Regions from separate parts of the Mus musculus genome. Here regions 1, 3, 4 and 5 are each linked to region 2. A link is a contact called in public promoter capture Hi-C data. All regions are on one chromosome and are shown on one strand. Each heading gives the region's core, a stretch centred on a gene start, on an enhancer-like site or on the middle of the called end of the contact. The rest is flanking DNA. Distances are from core to core; before and after follow the strand shown. Region 1 has its middle 9.9 kb from the start of Gm46547. Region 2 holds the start of Adprh (ADP-ribosylarginine hydrolase). Region 3 holds the start of Lrrc58 (leucine rich repeat containing 58). Region 4 holds the start of Rabl3 (RAB, member RAS oncogene family-like 3). Region 5 overlaps Fstl1 (follistatin-like 1).

Region 1 (2,700 bases), core at 38-2,537, 750 kb before region 2:
ATTGTTATCTCTATGGTAACTACAGAAAGAATTATGTAAGAATGTACAGCCAAAAAGCTAATAAAGGAATAATAAAAAATGCTTTCATAATCCAAAAAAAGGCAAAAAAAGAGAAAAAAATGAACCACACCCAGGAGCAAGATGTTGTGCTTAACTGGATCCTTAATCACTTTAAACATATCTGCAATCCAATGTAAAGACAAAAATCTGTCATCCTGATTTAAAAGTAAGATCCACCTATATGTGTCTCTCCAGTTACACATAACCGAAAGGTTAAAAATAAAAGGCTGATTTTCCAGTACAGATAACGACATAATTTGGCATGGTACAATTAATATCAGCTGAAGTAGACATTGAGGTAAGACAGCTTCCTAGAGATGAAAAGAGACATCTCATAATCATGGAAATATATTTAAAATATCATTCCTACCATCCTTTCTCATGTTAAGTACTGTAATTATCTAATAATAGAATGCCAACCTTCTGGAAATATGATGGTTCCAAAATGTCTTGTCACTCAAATTTAGAAGCACGACAAAATGGATCTTTAAAAAAAAATCATTGCCTGTTTATACATGGCATTAGACTTCCCAGAGAGACACTCCTGACAACGTTAGGACTATTGTTTGCTGATCATCAGAGGTTGTATTCCTTCTGATATAATTAATACGTGAACAAATACTCTTCCGATCTGTCCTGTTTAATATGTAGCTTCTAGTTCCTCCTCATTGTCCTGACAGCTTTTGTGATGAGTCACGCAGAAAGCAGGATTTAGCTGGCTCTGCCAAAGTAGACTTGTCTCACTAGCTGTATGAGATAGTTCAGGGGCGGCGGCTGTGTCTTGGTAGGAATTCAGCCTTTTAAAAGATAACCTTACTGTTGATTTGTGTTCAGCTTTTTTTCCCCTCTGTGCATCCATCCTGTAATATATCCTTAAATAGAAAGTAATGAAAGTAAAGCTATAGAATGTTATACAAATGTCAGCTTGTTACTTTTTTTTTCCTCAGCTCTGAATGTCATCTTTCAGGAAACACATATGGCCCAGTGGCGTGCTTCTGGTCCTAAAACCCTCTTCTCTCAGTGAGCAGGAAGTAGAGACCGAGACACTCCCAACACTGAACCAAGCACTATCTGCATGGAACCCTGAAGGAGAATCGGGACATGTCTGTTTTTCAACAATTTTACTTAAATTAGTAACAATGTGGAGGAGAATTCATTTCTAAGCTTTGAGAATCTTCCAAGCTGGGCCAGCTCAAATGCGAGATAAATCCATGGCACACTCAAACTGAGGCTCTGAGGAGATGTGAGTGCTGTGTCGGGCTCTCAGAGGAAAGGAGAGTTCTCAAGACCTAGAGTAGATACTCTGTGTGGGGAGCGTAGGCCAGTAAGAGATAGAGCAGGAAGGAGTCACAGGGACCACTCACTCACACTGTTGTCTCAGGAGCCTCTGCCTTCCTGACCAGACTCCTCACCCACCAAAGACAACAGAAAGCAAAGGAAGGTGAGTTGGGCCAGCTTCCCTGGATACAAAGGATAATGAAGAAAAATGCAGAGGAAATAGAGGGTCATAAGAACTACCTAGCACGGGACATCATTGCTACTGTCTAGAAGAGAGCCTTCTGCTGTGCTGCTGTCAACTGTGTGCTGTAGGGCTCTCTGCATACCATCGAACTTCTCAGAGCCATAGGGCCCATGGATGCTAAAAAACGAGAGGGATAACTTCCTCTTCACAGACCCGCTGGAAGGATAAGGTTAGCATGGGTAACATTTACCCAGGCGCTTGGCACACAGCGGGTGTTCGGTAAACCCCAAATTACCTTTTCTCTGATATAAAGGTTATTCTCTGCTTGCCTCTTTTAACCAAAGTCAAGATACCTTCCTTCTCTTTCAGTGTTGGCACACATTGGAAAAATCCTCTTATTCCTGCAGGTCCTGGGGGAGTGTCAGGATCATCCCAATAACAGATACATTATAGAAATAATTGCCTTAAGTCAGGAAATTATTTAGGGAGAAAAACATTTTTTTTCTTCCTTCAGAAATGCTGCACGTACCACAGGGACCAATTTGGCCTTCAGCAAATACTCCGGCATAAATTTCCTCCGTTTACCAGAAGCTGCAGTTTATCTCCTAGGACAGTTAGACGTTGACATCCGCTGCTTCCGATCTGTTTCTTGCTGGTGATAATATACTCAGCGTGCAGGATGCTTTCATGGGATTGACATTTGGGAAAGCTAAGAAGATTTGCTCTAAGCCAATTGCTCACCCCAAGGATTAGAGCAGTTTTTATTGTGGAATCAGACACCAATTTGCAAAGCTATTTCCCAGTTTTGATGGAAAGTCTTTAATGTATTCCTGTAACCACCTAATGTTTTAGCCATTCTCCTCCAGGCTGGAATGTTTTCTGATCTTCCCTTGGCCCAGAGTGGTTCCGATAATAATGGTTGTGCTGTTTTTATGGGTTTCCAGAAGAGTCTGGGCCATGCCCAGGCTGCAGACTTTCCCTAGGGGTGCTCCAATGATGGGGGTGGGGGTGGGGAGTGGAGGTTATTGAGTACCTTACTGAGAGAAGCTCATTGAGTGGCAGGCACACTTCCTGCTGCATCTCTTTCTACTGGACTAACTTCACAGCCATTGTGTGGACAGGGCTAATTAGCCCCTTGCTCTTAGCATCTGCGAACTGACTCTAAGAGATGCTCTGTA
Region 2 (2,700 bases), core at 115-2,614:
CCTGAGCCCCTCTGGAAGAACAGCCAGTGCTCTCAAACTGCTGAGCCATGTCTCCAGCCCCTTGTCTGTCTTCTATATGGTAAAAGTTCTATAGTGCCGGGCTGCAAATGCTATTCCCACCACAAATGAAATCCTTGCTAAAGCCCTGGCTTCCCGGTGTACACATTTTCTACTCTACTCAGGCCAGGGCTCCATGACACCCATTCCGTGTGGTGATTCAGTGTTCCACTGTCTGCCCCCTCCACGCACCCAGCCTCCCCATGAACAGGGGCAAACACTCTTAGGGGCAAAAAGACCTAGCTCACCCCTGCCCTCAGCCCAAGCTCTTCCCATCCACCTGTCTTTCTTCCTCTAACCGCCATTTTAGGTTTAGTTCAAGCCCAGGTACCTCCACCATCCATCTAGTCACACTGCTCAGGTCTAGGGCACAGGCCAGCAGAGACCTGGAGAAGCAGTTAAGGGTAAAGATCTGGCTTTTCCATGCTTGATCCTGATTACATGTGTGTGTGTGTGTGTGTGTGTGTGTGTGTGTGTGTTGTGTGTGTGTGGTGTTGTGTGTGTGTGTTTTATGTATAAATAACGGCTAGGAACTAGAGTTCTGTAGTCTCTTGTGTTAGCTCTGTGACCACTAACAATCCTCTCACGCTGGAGTTTCCCATCTGTTTCCCATCTGTGGGGGAGGAAGGCCTCGTTCTCCGAGGTCCTGTTTTGGCCCAGGTTTTCGAAGCCCTAGCTTTGTTAACCTCTGAGAACTAAGGACTAACGCCCCCACCTTCTCCTCCCAATGCTCCAGGTTCCCTTTTTGAGCTCTCCATGGAAGAGTGTGGGAACCTACGGAGGAAGTAGCCAGTATCTTTTCTCTTTGAAATTCCTTTTCACCTTGGCACATGCATCCATCCTGGCCCAGACCCACCCTTCAGAAGTCATTATTCCTTAACCCACTCTAAACGGGCACAGGTGACAAAGCCATCAAACTATACAATCAAAGCCGAAGTACACTTCGGGATTTCCCATTGGTTTCCTGGCCTGGGTAGAAAGAGGAATAGGGAGAGGGGATGAGGGGAGGGGAGGCCGCGATGCACTCAGGAAAGTCTTGGTGGCCACTTTGAGGACACTGGCCTAGCACCAGTCTGGAGGTGAGAGCGGGACCGAGCGGGTACTAAGGTCAGTAAGAGGAGAGTGGCTCGGGGACTCCTGGCTGTACCTGCTGAGGCGGAGCTGAGAGCGTGGGGCGGGATCGGGGTGGTCCAGAGCCGAGGGCAGGATTGCCCGAGCTGGAGGCGGGGTACCGGGCGCAGGAGTCCTGCTGTGGGCACCCAAGCCAAAAGCCGAACAGGGGCGGAGCCGCGGGCCGGGCGGGTCGCTGGCGCACAGCGGCTTCCGGCGGAGCTGCGTCCTCCCGCGTCCTCCGCACTGGACGGAAGGAGGAAGGGGCGGTGCTGGGGGCGCCCAAGCCTTGCGCATCAGCTCGGGAACCGCTCCGCGCTGCGTGTGGGCCGAGTGGAGTGGTGTCCGGCCAGCCTCGTGCTCGCCCTGCCAGGGTTCTGCCCTGCCAGGGTTCTGCCCCGCGGACCGTTGGACTCCCAGAGCCTGGTACCCACCGCCCAGAGCGGCTTGGGCTCACCGATTCTAACCCTAGTCCGTTCAGCCGTGGTTCTGCGTGCTCTCCACAGAAGGGTTTCAAACGGGAGCTTAGAGGGGAACTCTTAAGGTTCTTTCCCCTAAATTATGACTCTGGATTTGTTAAAACCCTAAGGTGGCAATGGCGGCGTTGAGCCCAGATGTCAGGTTCCGAGAATAAACGTGTGCCAGTGAACACTCCCCCGTACCCTCGACCCAGCTCGGTACAGCCTCGTCTCCGGAAAGGCACAAATCGGGCCTTGTGCTTAAATGGAGTATCTGCTTCTATACAGTGACCCTGACGCACATCAAAGATCCTGCTTTGACTCCTTAGACTTAAGATCAGAACATGTCTGCTCAAAAATTTCAGACCTACTCCCAAGAACTCACATCCCCTCTTCTATGTCTTCAAAACAGAAAAAAAGGAAAGACTTATCTGGGAAGGAAACTTGAACTGAACATTTAACATCTATTAATTTTGGCGTTGGTGACTCTATTCTTGTGTAAATAAATCTATTAATCACAATAATAAAGGAGGTGTTCACGTGGAGTTTAGGGACTTTTATTAAGCAAAAATAAATTGATAAGTCATAGGAAAGTTAATATATTTAATAAATGTGTGTGTGTTGCTTGGAAGGGTAAGCATCAAATTGCAAATAATTAGAAGAGGAACAAGAAGCTTTCCGAGTAAAGAGAGGAATGAAGGAAAATTAAATTTTGATTTATTTTTTGAGACTAGGCTGGTCTCAAACTCGTGATCCTCCTGCCTCTACCTTTAGAATGCTAGAATTTCAGTCTTACAACACCACACCTAGTTTATATCTTTTAGAATATTTTTTCTATATTATATCTAAAGATATTTTAGAGAAAAATAGAAACTAGATGTTACCCCTGATACATATATCAGTCTTTATGGTATGCATATGATTTTAAAACAATGGGGTCATTTTTTAAATAGAATTTTATATCCTTTCTTAAAAACTGGCTTTATCAACTACTAATGTGACTCCAAATGTCCACAAACATTAACACTTCCACAATAAGCCAACTTCTAGTTTGATACAATAAAAAGGGTGAGGC
Region 3 (2,700 bases), core at 73-2,572, 580 kb before region 2:
ATTAAAAGCAGGTACTACTATGTCTGGCACATATTTTTTAAATTCCACTCATAGATTGTTTAAACTAACAAACATGACAACTCAATCATAAAGCTTAGCTGTGAAGTAGCATGAAGTCTCTCATCTGCACAACTGAGTAGATGAGGTTATGATTTTTAGGAAAAAAAGCAATTTAATCCCACTGGTTATCACATAACCTTTTAACTTTCTTGTATTTAAGCTCGGTAAGAAACTAAGCTTTTCTCTTATTTCCACTAATGACTTTAAAATTACAAAACGAAATCTCAGAAAAGATTGACATTGAAATGGGATCAGGATGAAAATAAATCTACTGGAATTAGTGAATTAGAGCTAGAGTCAAGACTTTCCCAGTTAAATTCTATCTAGTTCTCACTTGCAGAGTGCTTTGAACGCTTTCTCCATCTGAGCTCAGTGTAAGCTAGATCTAATAAAGGGGGCTCCTATATCCAACTCCCAAGCGCATTCCCATGCCCAAGGGACCAAAGCCCACAGGAGTGATTCTGTGATTGACGTGGACAAAGTTCTTATTGGACACACAATACTTTTACAATGGTGCTTTTTGTTGTTGTTTTGGGGTTTGTTTTTTTTCCAAACAAGGTTTCACTGTATAGCTGTGGCTGTCTTGGCTCGCTCGCGTTAGACAATGCTTTAAGAAACAACAGGCAATCAGGGAAGGGAAGGTCTTCAAGCATGCTTTCCAGCTGGGGCGACAGCCATCTCCGACTTTGGCTTTAGCTTCGAAGAGGCCTTTGTTCTTCACCGTGTAGCCCTGGCTAGCCTGGGCTATGTAGGTCAGGCGGGCCTCAGACTCAGTACGGCTGCCTCTGCATTTCAGAGCGGGGACGAGAGGCGTGGGGCCACCAAGCACGTTCTCCTGAAGACATTAAATTCTCAGGCTACGTCCCCGTCATGGCTACTCTCTCTGGATCCCGCAAAAATGGGGGGGCCCCGGCCTCAAGTGAGAACAAAGGAGGCGGCGCCCCGTGACGCGCAGGCCCCCGGGCGGGATCAACAGCCCCGGAGCTGTTTACTCTGGCGGCCAAGGCCACCACCGGGTGCCACACTATAAAGGGCGAGCTGCCCGCTCCGGGGAGCCTCAGGCCTCCGGCTCGCCCACCGAGCCCCGCGACGCCCGGGCGAGCACAGCTCCCTCACACGGTTCCCGGGAGCGCCAGGCCTCGGCTCCTGCGCAGCGGACGCCGCGCCGTGCGCCACGTGAGGCGGAGCCCGGCCCCCGGAGCGGCGCGCGCACCCGGCGCCGACCATCGCGTGACTCGGAGGGCGCGCGGGGGTGAGCGCCCGGGCCGTACCGGGCCGCGCCGCGCCACTTCCGACGCGGCGCTCGCTTTAGGTTCCGGGGCGCGCCGCCTCGGCTCGCGGGCCCGGGATCCGGCGGGATGGAGGAGGCCGCGCTCGGGGAGGCCGAACTCAACTGGTCCCGCCTCAGCGTGTCGGCCGAGGCGTTGGAGTCGGAGCTGGAGGCGCGCGCCGAGGAGCGGCGCGGCGCGCGCGAGGCTCTCCTGCGGCTGCTGCTGCCCTACAACCGCCTGACGTCGCTGCCGCGGGCGTTGGGCGGCGGCTTCCCGCACCTCCAGCTCCTGGACGTGAGCGGCAACTCGCTCACGGCGCTGGGGCCCGAGCTGCTGACGCTGAGCGGCCTGCGCACGCTGCTGGCCAGGAACAACCGGCTCGGCGGCCCGGGCTCGCTGCCCAAGGGCCTGGCCCAGTCGCCGCTCTGCCGCAGCCTCCAAGTGCTCAACCTCAGCGGCAACTGCTTCCAGGAGCTGCCCGCCTCGCTGCTGGAGCTGCGCGCCCTTCAGACCCTCAGCCTGGGCGGCAACCAGCTGCAGAGCATCCCCGCCGAGATCGAGAACTTGCGGAGGTGAGCGGCGGCGAGTCCCGGGGGTGGGGAGCGGGGCGGTGGCCCGAGCTCCGTGGCACCGGGTTGGAGGGGGAGGGGGACTAGGCGAGCCATTGTCACCCGTAGCGTCTGACCAAGGGTGGGTGGGTGGGTGGTAGCCTTTGGGTTGTGTTTGGCCTGCCGCAGGTCTTCGACGCCCCCCGCGCCCCCCAATGAACTCTGGAATTCATTGTGGAGACCATGCTAACCTCAAGCTCACAGAGCTCCGCCTGCCTCTACCTCCCAAATCTGGGGCTAAAAGACATGCGCCACTAAGCCGGACTTCGCCTTCTTTCTTGAGTCTAGACAGGGAGTCAAAAGGGCTCCCGTTAACAGAGGTTGGCGATTTCTTACTGGTTAAGTCTTCCGAGACTTTCCATGCGTTTGCATCAAAGTGGCATTTAACGTGGCGTAGGAGGTGCTGACCTACTTCCTTGGTTTTTATTTCCAGTTCCCCTCTTTTCCCGATACCCAAAGTACCATTTGTGGAGTCAGTGAGCCTTGCACACACACACACACCCAGAAAGGCAGCTTCACTAAATTGTGGGGTTGGGGTTGGGTACAAAAAAAAAAAACAAAAAAACCCAAAAACAACAACAACAAAAAAAAACCACGCTGCGCTTCCTTTGACCCTGAGGAACTATTCACATTTCAAAATTTTATCTTAGGAGTCTTTTCTGTAATTCTAAAAAAAAAAAAAAAAAAAAAAAAAAAAAAAAAAAAAACTGTTCCCAGGACAATTAGAGCCAAATTACTTCCTCTGTGTGTCACACATCATA
Region 4 (2,700 bases), core at 106-2,605, 910 kb before region 2:
AGGTGACACTTAAGTAACTTCTCTGTCTGTGGAGGCTTCTTGGTGTGGTAGCTAGTGGTCTTCATTTATCTTCTTCTCTTCACAGTAATCAGGCATCTCATCTCCCAACGTCACCTTACCCAGTCCAGACCTAGATTCTAGTTGTAAAAACTTTTAAGGACCACTGTGCCCCTGGTGTGGAACTGGGAGAATCAAAAGTTCAAACCACTCTGCTTTTTTAGCAAAGTCATCCTCATATCCACCCTCAGTCCTCAAAGCTAAGCCCAAACCTTTCTCCTACTGTAGTTAGGCTTTGGGTAATGTTTCCTGGCCTTCTCAAATCCCCAACAGTGGCATCCAACACTCTCCCTCGCATTTCCTCAGAATTTGTACAGTTTCTACTTCGAAGGCCTCTTGTTCATTAATGCTAGCGCCTAGCATATTCTACTGAGATACCTGAACTTTCAATACATCCTCTGGGCACGTGTTCTTGTAGCATATCCATCCTGCCAGCTTCCACACAAATCACTTGTTTCACACCTGCATCCCAATAATGAGCGCTATAAGCCATCTTTTTTTTTTCTTTTTAAATTTAACTTGTAATTGCTTTAAGCAAGGAGCTACTACATTAAACTTGTGATTTTTGAAAAAACTATGCTGGATGAAAAGGGATTTAAAAAAAAAACACAAAGTGGGTGCAGGAAGCCCTTTTAGTTAGACTATTTTTAAATACTACTTCCCAAGTTCTAGAAGAACGTGGATCCTACAGAGCCTCTACAGTTTTCTGTTACTGTATTTTACGAACTCTCCATTCCTTCGTCCTACGACGGAGACAGCTCCGGACCGAGGTGCCCTCCACCAGCTGTGTTCAGACATGTCCAGACCCCGAGACCCCACAGTCCCTCAGACGCGCCCAGGGGCTTCCCGGGCCACACTCGACGCCGCCAAGCCCGTCCTACCCGAGGTCGCACATGGGCCGCTCCGGGGCAATGGTTCTTTAGAAGACTAAGAAGAGGACCAAAGCAAGAGGTGGCCGAGGAGAGGGGACTAGACAAGGAAGGGGACGGATAGAAGAAACCATGAAATGCCACGCCAGGTCAGAAACCGGGAACAAGGACGGGAGAATGAGGTTTACCCAAGTGGATGCTCGAACACTCCCACTACAGCCGCCCTCAGCACCTCAACTACCGGCTTCAGCCAGCCCACGCCACTTGCGAGACAAGGACGAACGCCTAATTCCTGCGACCGGTTTGGAAACCGCCCGCTAATCCGCACCCCGAAGCTTTCGATCAGTCACGCTCTGACCGACCAATGAGATGATTTGCCCTGCCCACAAGCCCTGCGCTGATTGGTGAGAATCCAGGAACGGGCGTCAACCTCAAGGAAATCGTGGCAAGATGGCGTCCCTGGATCGGGTGAAGGTTCTGGTGTTGGGAGACTCAGGTGAGCCGCTTAACCCACGTCTGGGACTACCAACACGCCCGAGCTTCCCGACACCGCTCTCTCTTCGCTGTTTACCCCCCCAGCTGCCTAGCGCTTAGGTCGACAGCTGAAATTCCTTTCAAGACCTTAAAACTACACTTCCCAGAGGACTTTGCTCCTTTTGTCGACGTGGTGGCGTGGCGGGAGGTGGGGGGCGCGGAGTCTATGGGTGGAAAAGGGACTAGTTCCACTCACTATCACTCCTAGTGACCCTCTAGGAAAATTTTTGCTTCCTGTCCCCACAACCCTAGGTTCTGCTGGCCTAGAAGTTTTGGTTCCAGAGAGGGGAGAGCTCCTACCAGGAGCCACAAAAAACATTCCAGTTCTTCCACTGCAAGCTTTGTTGCTGGGGAGTGGGTGTGGGGTAAGACATGGTCTCACTAAGTAGTCCTGACTAACGTAGAACTAGCTATGTATATCAGGCTAGTCTAAAACTCACTATATAAACAAGGCAGGCCTAAAATGAAGAGATACACCTGCCTCTGCCACTGTATTAGTCAGGGTCCTCTAGAGTCACAGAACTTATGGGTAGTTTCTTATAGTAAGGGAATTTGTTGATGACCTACGGTCTGTAGCCCAACTCCCCAACAATGGTCAGCAGCAGCTGTGAATGGAAGTCCAAGGATCTAGCAGTTGCTCAGTCCCACAAGGCAAGCAAACGAAGAAGAATCTTCCTCCTTCCAATGTCCTTAAGTAGGTCTCCAGCAGAAGGTGTAGCCCAGATTAAAGGTGTAGGCCTCCCTGCCTGGTGCTGGGACTTGCTTTGTCCCAGATGACCTTGAACTCAGAGATCTCCTTGTCTTAGTCTCCTGGGATTCATAGCCACTATGCCTCAAGATCCAGGTCAGAAACTTGAATCTCCCAGCCACGAGATCAGGATCACAGTGAGCCCTCCAATTCTGGATTGTAGTTCATTCCAGATATAGTCCAGCTGACAACCAAGAATAGCCACTACAGCCGCCGACCTTCTTTAAGACAAGCTCTCCCCTTGGCCTGGAGCCCCTAGGCTAAGGCTGTCAGGCCAACAAACATCAGGGATTGCCTCTCTCTGCCTCCCCAGCACTGACATTAGAGACGTGTGCCTCTTTGCCTGGCTGCTGTGTGTCAGTTCTGTGAACACAACTCGGGTTCTCATGCTTGTAGGGCAAGCACTGAGCCCCATGCGGTTCTTTTGTTTGTTTTTAAGTACACTTTGTATATGATCACAATAACAACATGGTATAATAGAGAAAGTCATAT
Region 5 (2,700 bases), core at 17-2,516, 630 kb before region 2:
CTCACTTCTAAGTCACTTTGCTTCCCTAGCTGACCTGCCTTCTGAGTTCCTCTGAGGCAGAGGGGAAAAAAAACCATTTAGCACCTCATCCTAAAACAGCAGGAGATTAAGTGAAGCAGCCTTTGTTCTATTAAACAGGGAATTTTTATATGCATACCCATTAGGTGTAACTATCTGGCTAAACATTTATCACTTGCCAAAGCTCCACAGGTTCATGGAGAGTTTAAAAACATAACTAAGTTATTAGTGAAGTTTTGCATACATAAACCCAGTCAATGTTTTATCTTCTGTCCCAACACCTATAATAAATTGTTAGTTCCTTTTTTACGACCTTTGGTTAATGGTTTTACCATTTGGGACTGTGCTCTGAATAGTTGTATGCCTGCTTACTATCTCAGAAGCAATTAACTCATGACACTAAAGACTGGTAGAGTTCTCGTTGCAGTGTTGACTATCACAAAAGACCAAATAGCAGTCCCACTATAAAAGAGCTTAATAAATACTGATATAATTCTAGGAATTCTTATAGGATCATCATGAAGAATTAAGAAATCATCTATTTGTTTATATAGCACCCCTGTATAGACAAATAGATGATGTTGTTCTGCAGAGATCTGCTCAAAAGGGTGGGCTAATCCCTAGTGACAGTTATATATATTTGATAATATTAGGAAAAGCATATTAATAACAGAAATCTTTCCTAAAATGGATATTTCCTAGGTCTTACCTATCAGAGCAAATCTGTCATAAATTTTTAATCTAAGGCAAATCCATCTCAGGAAGACTACCTGCTAGTTATTAGCTTGTCCGGTGTCAGCTCCTGGCAGGGGAGACCTCCTCTCTTGTTGGAGATGCTCCCTCCTCACATTCAGGAGCCTGCTAGGTTTGAACTGGATGGCTGGGGCCTTTGTCCTGTTTCCTGCATCAGACCTGGATCTGCTTTCGGTAGTATCTGCAGCTGTAGAGTAGGTAAGCTAACTGCATCAGTAGTCCACAATGGCAAAAATGTCCTTAAAGGACTTCCATACATTTTAGAAAAAAAAAAAAATGGTCAATTTCTCCCTACCCTGCTTTAGGGCATTTCTCAACCTAGCAATATTTTATTTTCCTTTATTTTACACTCTTAACATTTTCCAGGGTTGGAAAAATGGATTTCCAAGCATGATTGGTAATTAGCCACCAGACCTTTCCAAGTTTAGAGCCTGCCCAGACAGTCCATTCTTGACTTCCTGGAAAAACACAAAGCTTTGTCCCAGATACCAATCTCCTCTCCAACCTCTGTGCAGAATTAATCTCCATGTGAAATTTCAAAACCCCAGGAACTGCTCAACCCAGCAGGAAGGAATATAAATCTAGAAGGTCAATCCCTTGTCCACAGGCAGACATCCTTAGATGCTACAAGAAAGAAAAGCTCAAAATTTTAAGGCAGAGAAATGGAGAGATGGCTCAGTGGTTAAGAGTGCTGACTACTCTTTCACAGGACCTGAGTTCAGTTTCCAGCATCCACACAGAAGCTGGCAACCATCTCTAACTCCAGTTCTAGGGGATGTGATGCCCTCTTCTGACCTTCAAGCACCAAACATGCACACAGACATACATGCCATACGGGCACACAGACATACATGCCATACGGGCACACAGACATACATGCAGGCAAAACCCCATACACATAAAATAAAAATAAATGACTTGAAAGGAAGGAAGAAAGAGGGGGAGGGGAAGGACTTAAGGTAAAATTATGACAAGGTTGCAAGACTTGGCAGTTTTAATTCTAGAAACAGACATTTTCTTTTATTCTTCTCTTTGCTTTACACATCTCTTTTCGTTTTTTTGCAGAAAAGAAGTCTGCGAGTCCATCTGCCAGCCCAGGTAAGTGCCTGTCCTTTCTGCAGTGTGTGTGCATCTTAGGGTGGAGACTTTTCATGGAGGAAGTATTTTGTCTTCTACAAATTCCAGGAAGCAAGCATCTTGTCTTCTACAGGTTCTATTGAGCTGCCAAGGTCATCTGTGGGTCAGGACTTTGGATCCACATCTGGTGTGAGCACAGCACAGCTCAGTAAAATCATGAAACTGCATTTTTAAGATGTTCCTTTGTTTTGGAGTAAACTGGTCAAAGGAACTGTTTGAGTCTGAATGTTAGCTGTGCTACATTTTTGCTGACTAGTGACCTCACTGTAGGGACAACCAGTGAGCCCTCCCTTCAGGGCCTTGTAAGACATGCTCATATCGTGGACCCATTGAAATCAGAAGACACAGCTCTTTTTGAAAGAGGATAGTTGGGAATGCCAGTATGGAGACTACCAGAGCTCTCTATTAAAAATATATTAAAATCTCAACATGGTTTCTAGTCCCAGACCTCACAGTAACCTTGTGGGTCTCACTGGAATTACCTTAAGGTGTAGAGGCTCTTCCCCTAAATCACATAGCTAGGAAAGGCAGAGTCGGGAAGGCACATATATTTGTTCCCCGGCCCTGTACCCTCTTCACAGCCTAGCATTTGCTGTCTTCCAGGAGTTTCCTTTGGCCAGAGCTGTCTCTACCCTGCCTCTATTCCCACTTGATTCCCACCTGCTGCTTCCACATGGCTTGCAACAGCACCCACAGCAGGGCTGAGGCTTGGCCCTTCCTTGGCCTGGTTTTCTGTTGTTTATAATGAAGGGTGATGGGAGAAAGTTTTGAAAGGCTCAGTCGGTGAGCTGG

Evidence for each region. Promoter capture Hi-C pulls out the DNA fragments that hold promoters and counts their contacts. Capture Hi-C pulls out chosen DNA fragments and counts their contacts.
Region 1: a contact with region 2 is called in a promoter capture Hi-C map of hippocampal neurons, with 2.8 times the contacts expected there. The contact joins the enhancer-like site here to the promoter of Adprh in region 2. A contact is called at or near these places in 5 of 39 promoter capture datasets (the 3T3-L1 cell line, the C10 cell line, hippocampal neurons and 1 more) and 1 of 115 datasets of contacts at active chromatin or transcription factors (embryonic forebrain).
Region 3: a promoter capture Hi-C map of liver shows a contact between it and region 2. The contact joins the promoter of Lrrc58 here to the promoter of Adprh in region 2. A contact is called at or near these places in 10 of 39 promoter capture datasets (the 3T3-L1 cell line, 3T3-L1-derived adipocytes, the C10 cell line and 6 more), 1 of 484 Hi-C or Micro-C datasets (liver), 7 of 115 datasets of contacts at active chromatin or transcription factors (the 230-238 cell line, bone marrow-derived dendritic cells, extraembryonic endoderm stem cells and 4 more) and 1 of 9 other capture datasets (liver).
Region 4: a promoter capture Hi-C map of pre-B cells shows a contact between it and region 2. The contact joins the promoter of Rabl3 here to the promoter of Adprh in region 2. A contact is called at or near these places in 4 of 39 promoter capture datasets (the C10 cell line, cranial neural crest, neutrophils and 1 more), 1 of 484 Hi-C or Micro-C datasets (B cells), 1 of 115 datasets of contacts at active chromatin or transcription factors (memory CD8 T cells) and 1 of 9 other capture datasets (adipose tissue).
Region 5: a promoter capture Hi-C map of 3T3-L1-derived adipocytes shows a contact between it and region 2, with 4 times the contacts expected there. The contact joins the enhancer-like site here to the promoter of Adprh in region 2. A contact is called at or near these places in 6 of 39 promoter capture datasets (the 3T3-L1 cell line, 3T3-L1-derived adipocytes, frontonasal cranial neural crest and 3 more), 1 of 115 datasets of contacts at active chromatin or transcription factors (astrocytes) and 1 of 9 other capture datasets (liver).

What each region holds. Positions count from the first base shown.
Region 1 is chr16:37,704,249-37,706,948 of GRCm38.p6, forward strand. No RefSeq gene overlaps it. Among named protein-coding and RNA genes, the nearest start is that of Gm46547, 9.9 kb to the right of the region's middle. Within about 2 kb of position 1,288, at least 53 of the 459 cell types and tissues checked have an H3K27ac peak or open chromatin away from gene starts, as enhancers often do. A contact at or near this core is called in hippocampal neurons, where this site is marked.
Region 2 is chr16:38,451,325-38,454,024 of GRCm38.p6, forward strand. It overlaps Adprh (ADP-ribosylarginine hydrolase), which reads right to left and starts at 1,365. Exons shown (of 4, transcript NM_007414.3): 1 at 1,205-1,365.
Region 3 is chr16:37,867,078-37,869,777 of GRCm38.p6, forward strand. Lrrc58 (leucine rich repeat containing 58) reads left to right here and starts at 1,323. Exons shown (of 4, transcript NM_177093.3): 1 at 1,323-1,903. The coding sequence starts at 1,419.
Region 4 is chr16:37,538,539-37,541,238 of GRCm38.p6, forward strand. It overlaps Rabl3 (RAB, member RAS oncogene family-like 3), which reads left to right and starts at 1,356. Exons shown (of 8, transcript NM_001042499.1): 1 at 1,356-1,422. The coding sequence starts at 1,377. It overlaps Gtf2e1 (general transcription factor II E, polypeptide 1 (alpha subunit)), which reads right to left and starts at 1,251. Exons shown (of 5, transcript NM_028812.4): 1 at 1,115-1,251.
Region 5 is chr16:37,819,320-37,822,019 of GRCm38.p6, forward strand. It overlaps Fstl1 (follistatin-like 1), which reads left to right. Exons shown (of 11, transcript NM_008047.5): 5 at 1,837-1,869. Among named protein-coding and RNA genes, the nearest start is that of Gm41452, 29 kb to the right of the region's middle. Within about 2 kb of position 1,267, at least 4 of the 459 cell types and tissues checked have an H3K27ac peak or open chromatin away from gene starts, as enhancers often do. A contact at or near this core is called in 3T3-L1-derived adipocytes, where this site is marked.